Regions from separate parts of the Hordeum vulgare genome. Here region 1 is linked to region 2. The links are chromatin contacts, called in public Hi-C maps. All regions are on one chromosome and are shown on one strand. The core of a region is the stretch at or near the end of the contact, and the rest is flanking DNA. Distances in the headings are between cores, read along the strand shown. Region 1 holds the start of LOC123401652 (E3 ubiquitin-protein ligase makorin-like). Region 2 holds the start of LOC123402444 (arabinogalactan protein 23-like).

What was found. A called contact is a pair of places that touch in the nucleus more often than the background predicts.
Region 1: a Hi-C map of leaf shows a contact between it and region 2, with 6 times the contacts expected there. The contact joins the promoter of LOC123401652 here to the promoter of LOC123402444 in region 2. A contact is called at or near these places in 4 of 6 Hi-C or Micro-C datasets (leaf and seedling) and 1 of 1 datasets of contacts at active chromatin or transcription factors (embryo).

Annotation. Positions count from the first base shown.
Region 1 is chr6H:477,898,773-477,903,049 of MorexV3_pseudomolecules_assembly, forward strand. LOC123401652 (E3 ubiquitin-protein ligase makorin-like) reads right to left here and starts at 1,363. Exons shown (of 6, transcript XM_045095494.1): 1 at 1,139-1,363; 2 at 1-65. The coding sequence starts at 1,149.
Region 2 is chr6H:477,725,824-477,730,589 of MorexV3_pseudomolecules_assembly, forward strand. It overlaps LOC123402444 (arabinogalactan protein 23-like), which reads right to left and starts at 1,591. Exons shown (of 1, transcript XM_045096368.1): 1 at 884-1,591. The coding sequence starts at 1,547. The coding sequence ends at 1,206.

The DNA of each region.
Region 1 (4,277 bases), core at 113-2,612, 170 kb after region 2:
CATGGGAGAATTGGCAGTAGTCTCCTTTAAAGCAAGCACCATTCACAAAGAACTTACAAATGGACCTGATGGATATACAAAGCAACAAACAAACCTGTAAGTGATTCCACCGATATTAAAAGATTCTCATCAAAGTAGAAAAAAATTCAACAACTGAGAAAGGGAGCTGGGAAAATGCTAGTTGAAAACTAGACTTCGTAAGCCACACAGTGCTGACACGCAATCCTCCTCAATAGATCAGATAAGAGCATATCACTATACCAGGAATCATGGTGATCAGTTGCTCGCAGATCACCATTCAGACAAGCATAGTACCTCATGGTCTCATGTATTCAGGACTTGCTATTTGTGCGTCTATCCTTTTCGCTACTACGTACATCATTGTTACCTCATAATTTTGCTCTCACCTACTCCCTCCGTCCGAAATTACTTGTCATAGAAATAAATGTATCTAGACGTATTTTACATTTAGATACATCCATTCCTTTTCATTTTAAGGACAAGTAATTCCGGACGGAGGGAGTATTTAAAAGGAATTCAGGCATTGATTGCCAACACCATCATTCCCTTCTGTCAGTGCCGAGGCACAAGTAGGAGACTGTACGTACCGTGACCACTGTCCTATTTCTACAGAAGTCACCATCCCCTTCGTTTTCGCCAACTAAATTGCAACCAGGTGTTAAATTGTAGGCGTGGTACCATTGCATTTGTACCAGCACCTGACCGGCAAATAGAAAAACCAACCAACACATGGTGATTCACAGTATACCACCACCACGACCACAAGCATACGAGATTAGCGATGACCCCTCGGAGCAAAATCGGCTGCATCGGTGGCCAGAGACTTACCGAAATCTGAAATTGCATGCTCTGTCACGCCAGCGCCAGCTCGATTACCTCAAATCACACGCGCACGCACACACACAAAAAAAAGCAGCAACCTCACTCAAATCATGGCCTCCTCCTGGCCGCACCACGAAGGTAGCACAGTGCAAGCTAAATCCAACCCAAAATCGCCACGCTCGTCATGAACACCGATTCGACCTCCAAACTCAACGACGCCGCCTAAACCAGCTCGAATCGGCCCGAGGCTCCGGAGCGAGCAACGGAGCAAGGGAAGCGGGGAAATCACAGTTACCTGTTTGACATGGCCGCCTGGCCGGGTCAGAGACCCGACGGAACCGAACCGGAGCCCCGCGACCGAGGTGTGCGGAGCCTGCCCGCCGGAGGGGTGTGGCGCCCGCCGTACGTACGCCTAGGGTTTGTCCGCTGCCGCGCCGCGCTTCGCTTCCCTCCCTTGCGTCCCCTTCGCGCTTCCCCAGCTCCGCTTTGCTTTGGGTGGTGGTGCCGCTGCGGCCCAGCGGGGGGGTGTTTTTTTTTCTTTTCCTATAAACGGGAGGGGGAGAGGGACGGGCGGGGCGCGCGGTGACGGTTCTGCCCCTGGAGCGTGGCGGGGAAGGGGGGCGACGGTTGGGGGCAGGACGGTCAGAGCAAGGACGCGGGGAAGCGAGGAGGGCGTGGCGCTACGCTCCCGCCGGATTGCGTGGGCAACCGCTTTTTTTCCTGGAGGCAGCGGCGAACGTGACGTCGTGGGCCGCCTGCGATAAGGAAGCGTGATTATATTATCTATACAACTAATAAAAGATCAAATGAAAACTTTTCTAGATACACGCAACTATTACCTCCACACAAAAAAACCAATCAACACCTCACGATTAATCCCACAGATCTTAATCTAACAGTCCTCGCTAATCCACCGTCTGCTGGGTGTACTTAGCAATTACAATTGACTGAACATACCCCACCAACGAAACTTCCAATCACGCAAGAAAAAAAAGAGAGGAGAAAATGCCGAGCAACGTTCCTTGTAATCACGGGACCATCCAGCCACCACCATCACGGGATTCTCGGCCCCGCCTCCCCACTCGCTCACCCCCGCAGGTCGCCACCCGCTCGGCCCCGCAACCGCCTCTCAGCGTTGCTGCATCCGCCGCTCAGCGCCGCCGCACCGGTTGCCACCCACCCGCATCCGGCGGTCAGCGCAGCGCCGTGGCATCGGTCGCCCGAGATCCAGGACAAGGGCACCAAACAAAAGCAGGACAACGACGAGGCGCGGGACACCGACCGCCTCTGCCCTCGGCCTGGTACAACGGCGAGGCGCAGGACACGGGGGCAAGGTACGGCCGCCGCTGCACCACTCCTGTTCTATCCGGGGCTCGAGCCCCTCGACCGAGTCGCCTCCTGCTACACAAATCCATCTATTTCCCCCTCTCTTTTTTTCAAATCCCCCCGTGCTACACTCGGGCGCAAGATTGGTATTTTCTTGCTTTTCCAAATCTTGGCCTGCTGTTTGTGTTGCTTGGCTGAGGCCGGATTCCTGCCTCGTGTTAGCCGGAGATTGAAACTGGATTTTGGTCGCCTCCCTTTCTTGAAATCACTCGAGTTGTGGAGATGATTCAGAGCGCCTTTTGTTTGCAGATGAACCATGGTCGCGACTTCCTGGACGCTGCCGTCCTCGTCGACGACACTAACCCGTTCACCACACCGAGGCTCCTCTCATCATCGATGGCTTCCGTGCTTGTTGTACCACGCCTCCCTGACCTCCTCCTCTTCATACGACAGGAGAGATGAGCAGGTCATTCTCAAGAGGCACCTCCAGGTCTTCAACAACACAATGGTCAACTAGGTGGTCTTCATACCCATCTTCCTGTATGATTTTGTGTTTCATGCATTCTGCACCAATTTCCATTCCTGCAACACGGAGCACCACATGTTCCTTAGGTGTGAAGAGTTGCACCAGCCATTGATAAGTGTATACAAATACATTGATCCATTGCCAATGACATATTCTTTAGTATCACATTTTTTCTGCTGAGAGCTTTTGTAAGCTTTCTTCAATCTAGCATCAAAGTATTGAGGTAACTTTATTTACATTCGTGTTCATGTAGCTAGGTTGAAGGGCTCACAAAATTATGTGGTGATTATAAAGTCCTAAAGCCAGGAACTAAAGATATTTTGGTCGCTGGTCTGAATTTTATCAATCTTATTTCACATGTTTTTGGCTCGGTGACCTCTACAATCCCATCAAGGAAACTGACCAGTCTGCTAGATGCAGCGATATGACCGTTAGTTCGGTTGTTACCACTAACATCTACCCACCATGTTGATTGGTTGTAGATATATGCGAAGGTGAGGGCCATCGACGGGGAGCCATCTGGCGTGCTAACCACCGAGTCATGGTGAGCACAAGCAACATTGGTCATACTAAACAAGTAATGTCACAATACCTCAGTTTGTTCTGAACTCGCATAAATGTTTGGTGTCCAATTCATCATATAATTTTTGTGCTTGGTGGAATAAATTTCTAACATGACTTGGTTTTTTTAGTTCAATGGTCACATAGCATGCCTGTACCACATATACAACCAGGTTGCCCAAAAGTGCAGTAAAAGTTAGTGGATATGATGAGCTGTGGTTAGAAGTTCAAAGTGTCCTGTTGATGTGGATCATATGTAAAACTTCAAATAATTTATTAACTTACTAGATATTTCACTTCTGAACTTTAAAAGTGTTGACACTCTGTTCGTAGCTAATTGAGATAGTGTTAGACATGGTCAGAAACAACCACCTAGAGCGGCATTAAACATGTTGACGGATTGGTTTTCCGCCTCATCTGTACTTCACAATTTAGTTTGGTGTAACGTTAGTTCTTATCTTCTTCTGTGCCTAAGCAGGGCATTAGAGGAGGCGGCTCGACCCTGAGCATGCTTTCCCACGATTTGTTTGGTGAACAGTGCTATATTATTCTTGTTACTTTTACTATCCTGGCTGGGTTTAGAATTTGGCCTTTTTAGTTCTTGCATTCAGACCAAACTGCCTGTGTAGTGGGGATTGACATGAATAACTGTACTTTTGTAATTGGCTGCAGCACGGAGGAGAAGATTGGAACACAACGTGACAATGAAGGGATTATTGTCGGTATTTTTTTTAGAAAAGGAGGCATCGCCCCGGCCTCTGCATCGAGTGATGCATGCAGTCTTTCAATTGAATAAGGTAAAAATAGTTTGAACCGAGTACATCAATTTGAGACCAACAAAAATAAAAGTACAAAGCGCCAAACGCGCCACAACGATTATTGTCAGTATAGAAAAAGTAACTCATATCAATTGGAAATATGTAATAGTTATATTCACGCATGTAGACATAGAGTTTGCTTTTGCCCATTTCTTGTAGGTTATAGTGCTTTTAGTTCGTGAATAATTTCCACAAGCAACCTA
Region 2 (4,766 bases), core at 341-2,840:
TGGCCCATTCGAAAAAGGGGAAAAGAATTGCTCTAAATATACCAGCCAATCCGAAGCTAATCTTTCTAGCATTTTCGTACGGAAGAAACATATGCTCAAGCCTGTATTACAGAGTTTTGTGAATGAGTCCCGAGGTGACTCTTGGAGACACTTTTTCCTCCAGAAATTTATCTGCAGTTTCTCTCGTGTGAAGCATCGAATAGATGTTTTTACTCAGTGAACCCCAATTTTACTCAATAATTTATTTCTCCATTTTTTCCCTTCTGTGTGCTTTCAAAGTAGTAGACCTTAAATCCCTTTGAGAAGTCCACGGCGATATCACTATCACTGATGAAAAAACATTCGTAAAAGAACCCACGAACCTAAAGGACATGTAATTTGTTCGGTTGAGAAACTTGGTGGCCCGCATGTTCCTCGCATGATTTTTGACCTGGGTGTCCTCCCTTTCTATTTACTTTGCACATTATGTTTGTTATAAGTCAAACATTTTTTAGTATGACCAGTTTATAGAAAAGAAGACAGTCATTCACAATACTAAATCAATATCACTAGGTTAATCATGAAATGTTTTGTGTAGTATATTTATTTGGCAATGTTGATGTTGATAATTTTTAACATAACTTTGATCAATGCTTACAGAACCTAATATGAGGCGTAAAAAGAAACGGAGGGTTACTCGGAATGCTGAATTATCCAACATGGCAGACCTCGGAGCTGCACATATAATACAAAAGCCAGGTACAATTTAACCGTTCTGATGAAAAATGCATGGTTTCACAGATTTCACAACTCTATCATACACACACGCAAAGCACTCGGACAAGAAGAACTTCCTTGAAATCAAGACTTGTAGAAATTATTAGGCTCGAACAAATTCACGGTGTGATTGAATCCAATCTTTAAATTTAATTAGGCCAAACAAATGGCAAACAATAATACAATGTCCATCGACCCCTCTCTCAAAGGGAAGAACAGAATAATAATAATAATAAAGCACCAGATTAATCAGACCGGTGCAAATGGATTGGCCAAAAGGAGGAGAAACAAAATAAAATCAAGATATATAAACCAAAAACGCACGCATGCATCGTTCAAAACGCACGCGCATGCCTTGGATCAGCGTAGCGTGGAGCCATACATAGTGAATTAGTGATCTTCTTCTTCTTGCCTTCCTCCTCCTCGCAGCGAATTGACTCGAGGCGCGCTTACTGCAGGTAGTAGGCGAAGAAGGAGAGCACGGTGGCCCCGAGCACGGCACCGACGGCCGGGACGGCGGCGGCGGCGGAGCCAGCGGCAGCGGCGCCGGGGGCCGGGGCCGGGGCGTCGGCGGCGAGGGCCACGGTGGCAGAGGCGGCGACAAGGACGGCGCAGGCGATCTTCTTCATCTCCATCTCTTCTTGGTCGAGGTGGTGGTCTCGGACGAACGCGCGTACGAGAGCACCGGAGCCGGAGAAGAACGGAGGGGAGGAAGAAGTGCTCTGGCTGATGCTCTGTGGGTTGTCCTTGTTGCTTTGCCTGAGAAAGGACGGGAGGGCGGGGGCCGCCATTTATAGGGCTAATCTCGGGGAGTGGCCGCCATGTGGAGGCGTCTACGTGCGTTCACGTGCATGCGAGGGCGAGGCGGGGGGCCGGGCGCTAATCTCTCGCCCGGAGGGAACGCGTCGCCCGCCTGGTTCGTTTTCATCTTATTAATTTGAACGCGTCGTCCTTCTGGCTTGGTAAGCAGTAAGCACGCGCGTTTGCGCGTTCTGGTTTGAGAAAACAAAAACTTAGACGAGTAACCAAATGGTCCATCCGTTTGAAGGTAAACAGATAGAAAACACGGTCTAACGTGCGGAAGCAAACGAACAAACGTTTGATTTTTTGTACGCCGTTATGTATTTCAGACCTATATTTGAATCACGTTTGCGTCGAAACGTACAACACACGGATGGACGGGTCACGCGCCCTTGTACTTCCTTGGCCTATCCATCAGAGACACAACACCTCCACTTTTTTAAAAGGGGCTACTACGACTCAACCGGTTGATCTTTGCGAAAAATCAACCATCTAAACAGCCATACAATTTGTTTGTCCATGAATGATTGGAGCAGTTGATCACTCCTTCCATAATTTGGATTATTAGACACTACGCTTCTCTGAAAACCGTCAATGGTGCAAATTAACACAACACCGTCGATGTGGCACCTCTGCTCGCGACCCGGCGAAGCTTCTTTGTAGCACCGCGCTACATCCCAAGTTCCCAGTGATGCTCTAATACAACATCGGCAACCAGACGATGTTTCATCACAGCACGAGGGGCCTCCGACGATGTTTCAATACAACATGAGCGGTCTGATGAGGCTCCATAGGAATACCGACAGTCCAGAGACGCTCCATAGCAACATCGACGTGTTGCGTTGCATCTCCTCCGCCGGCACACATCATCACGCCCCCGTTGCACTGCACCTCCGTCGCTCATCGACGTATTGCATTGTAGCTCCACCGACGTCATGCCGCACCATGGCTGTTGCGTCGCGTCCCCACCACCGACGCGCATCACCAATGGTCGTTGCACTGCAACTCCTCCACCAACGACCCATGCTACAACTCCGCCGTCACTGTCGTCGTACTCGTTGAACTGTAGCTGCGCCGCACACTGACGCAGCAGCCCGCGTCCTCGGCTCACAGCCCTGAGCCCGCCTTGTAGCATGGTGACGACTTATGCTATGACGCAACATCGGATTTGCAACGCCGGTGGCCGGGAATGGGAAGCAGCCGTGCTTCATCCCATTGCATCGTTGGTGACCAGTGGTGTCCTGATGTTGCATCATCGATGGGGGAATTGGGGGATACGAGAGTGAGGGAGCGTATGTTCGGGAGGTATGATGGACAGAGCTCCAGTGGCTGCCGGCATAGAGAGGGAGCCGAGAGGAAGAGGGATGGGGATGAAAGCAACGATAGAGGTAGGCGATGGAGGAGACGAAAGAAAAGATGAGCGGCTATTGAGGGGATAAGGTTGTGCTAGCGCTAGGTGGGTCCGACGGGACGCGTGGAGGGTGCAACACTCGACTGATTTGGTGAGAAATCAGTCAGTGGAAAGCAATACTTTTCCTTTTCCAAAACCCTCTCGTGCCCCCTCTCCCCTCCCTCCTCCATGTCCGGTGCCCTGAAAAAAATCTGGCGACCCAACTGCCACCACACGCCCCGTGGTAAAGAAAAAGGGCCCGAAGAAGCCGCGGTCGGAGCTCATGTTGGCGGAACCCGCGCAACTCGACTGTGAATCGGCCAAGTGGAGGGCCCGGTGGACCATTGCGGTGGAGAGGAAAGCTGCCGCTGACTACGACACCGAGGCTCCCGCGATGCAGGCCGCACAACACAAGGTCGTCATCGATGACAAAACTTAGGGTTTATTTTGAAGGTTGTCAAGGGTGCCGACCGGTGGCTGCCGACGAGAGATTTGGCGGGAGGGGTGATCGATCTATAGACTGGCATACGTATGCCGGTCGCTGACTTTGTTGCTGGTGAGAGATTTGAGGGGTTGATCATTATGTAGGCTGGCATATGTATGCCGGCTGCAGGCTTTGTTGTCGACGTGAACTATGACCTCTCACATGAACTACGACTATGATGAAAAAAAATATTTACAAATAATTCTAGACGACGGACAAGAGGCATGTGCATGCTAGACACACGGTTAGCGCATCTAGAAAAACGGCCGAACATCGTCCCATTGCCCTACCCAAACAAACAAAATCCAAATAAAACGCACATCTGTTTGGGATCGTGTGTTAGAGTTGGCCTTATAGCTTCCAAAGGAAATATTTAAAACCAACTTAGATAACGAACACCATCAAAGAGATATTTTGAAGCTTTATTAAGTTCATTATTAGTTTTCCTCCGTGAACAACGGAGACCACAAATCCATGGTAACAATTCAAACCATGAGGACAATCAAGAGACTCAGGAACATCCATTACGAGCATCTTCAACAATTGTCCTATTTTAAGGCGCAAAATGGAGGTGAAGTAAAAAAAAAAGAACCCCTCCCCACAAAATGGAGCAAAATGAGGACTTATTTTTTAGGCGCGAGAAGTGGTCGTTTCTAGCAGGCAACCGCAGATCTAAAACAGGACAACCGCACACAACCGCCCTGCAACCGAACCATATTTTGCACATATAGCTCAAGCACAATTTGCATATGCATTTTAACTATAATGTGCATGAACATACGAACTTTTGCACTACATCTATGCAAAATGACTACACGCAATAACATATGAAGTTCAACATCAAATCCATATATGAAGTTCAAATCATAGTCGCAAACATAGTGTCAACATCATAAAAGTGCATGATCCACATAGAGAAAAGAAATATGGTTTTCTCTTCGGCCATGGCTTGCTTTCTCTCCTCAAGTTGCACCCTCAGGGCTCGACCTTTGCCTTCTTTTCCACAGCCAATGCACCTCTCCTTGGCCTTGTTTTCTTCGTATGTCGGCTTCCGTAGCTTGGCTTCCGCCCTGTCCTCCATCTATTTTATATTCAAATCCTTCTTCTCTTCGGTATATGTTTTCCTTGAGTTTAAAATTGCTTTGAGTTATTCTTTGATATAGTTGTCCCCGAGCTTTGTATCATTTTGTTTTTTTTCTTCCATCCGGCCTAACGGACTTAGCTGACATCGAGTTGGGAGCGCCACCCCTTTCTCTTCGTCCTCACTTTCTTTGTCATCAAGTCCAACCGAGCTCTTCTTCTTGTTTGGAATTTCAAATGTTTTCCGGGTCTTCC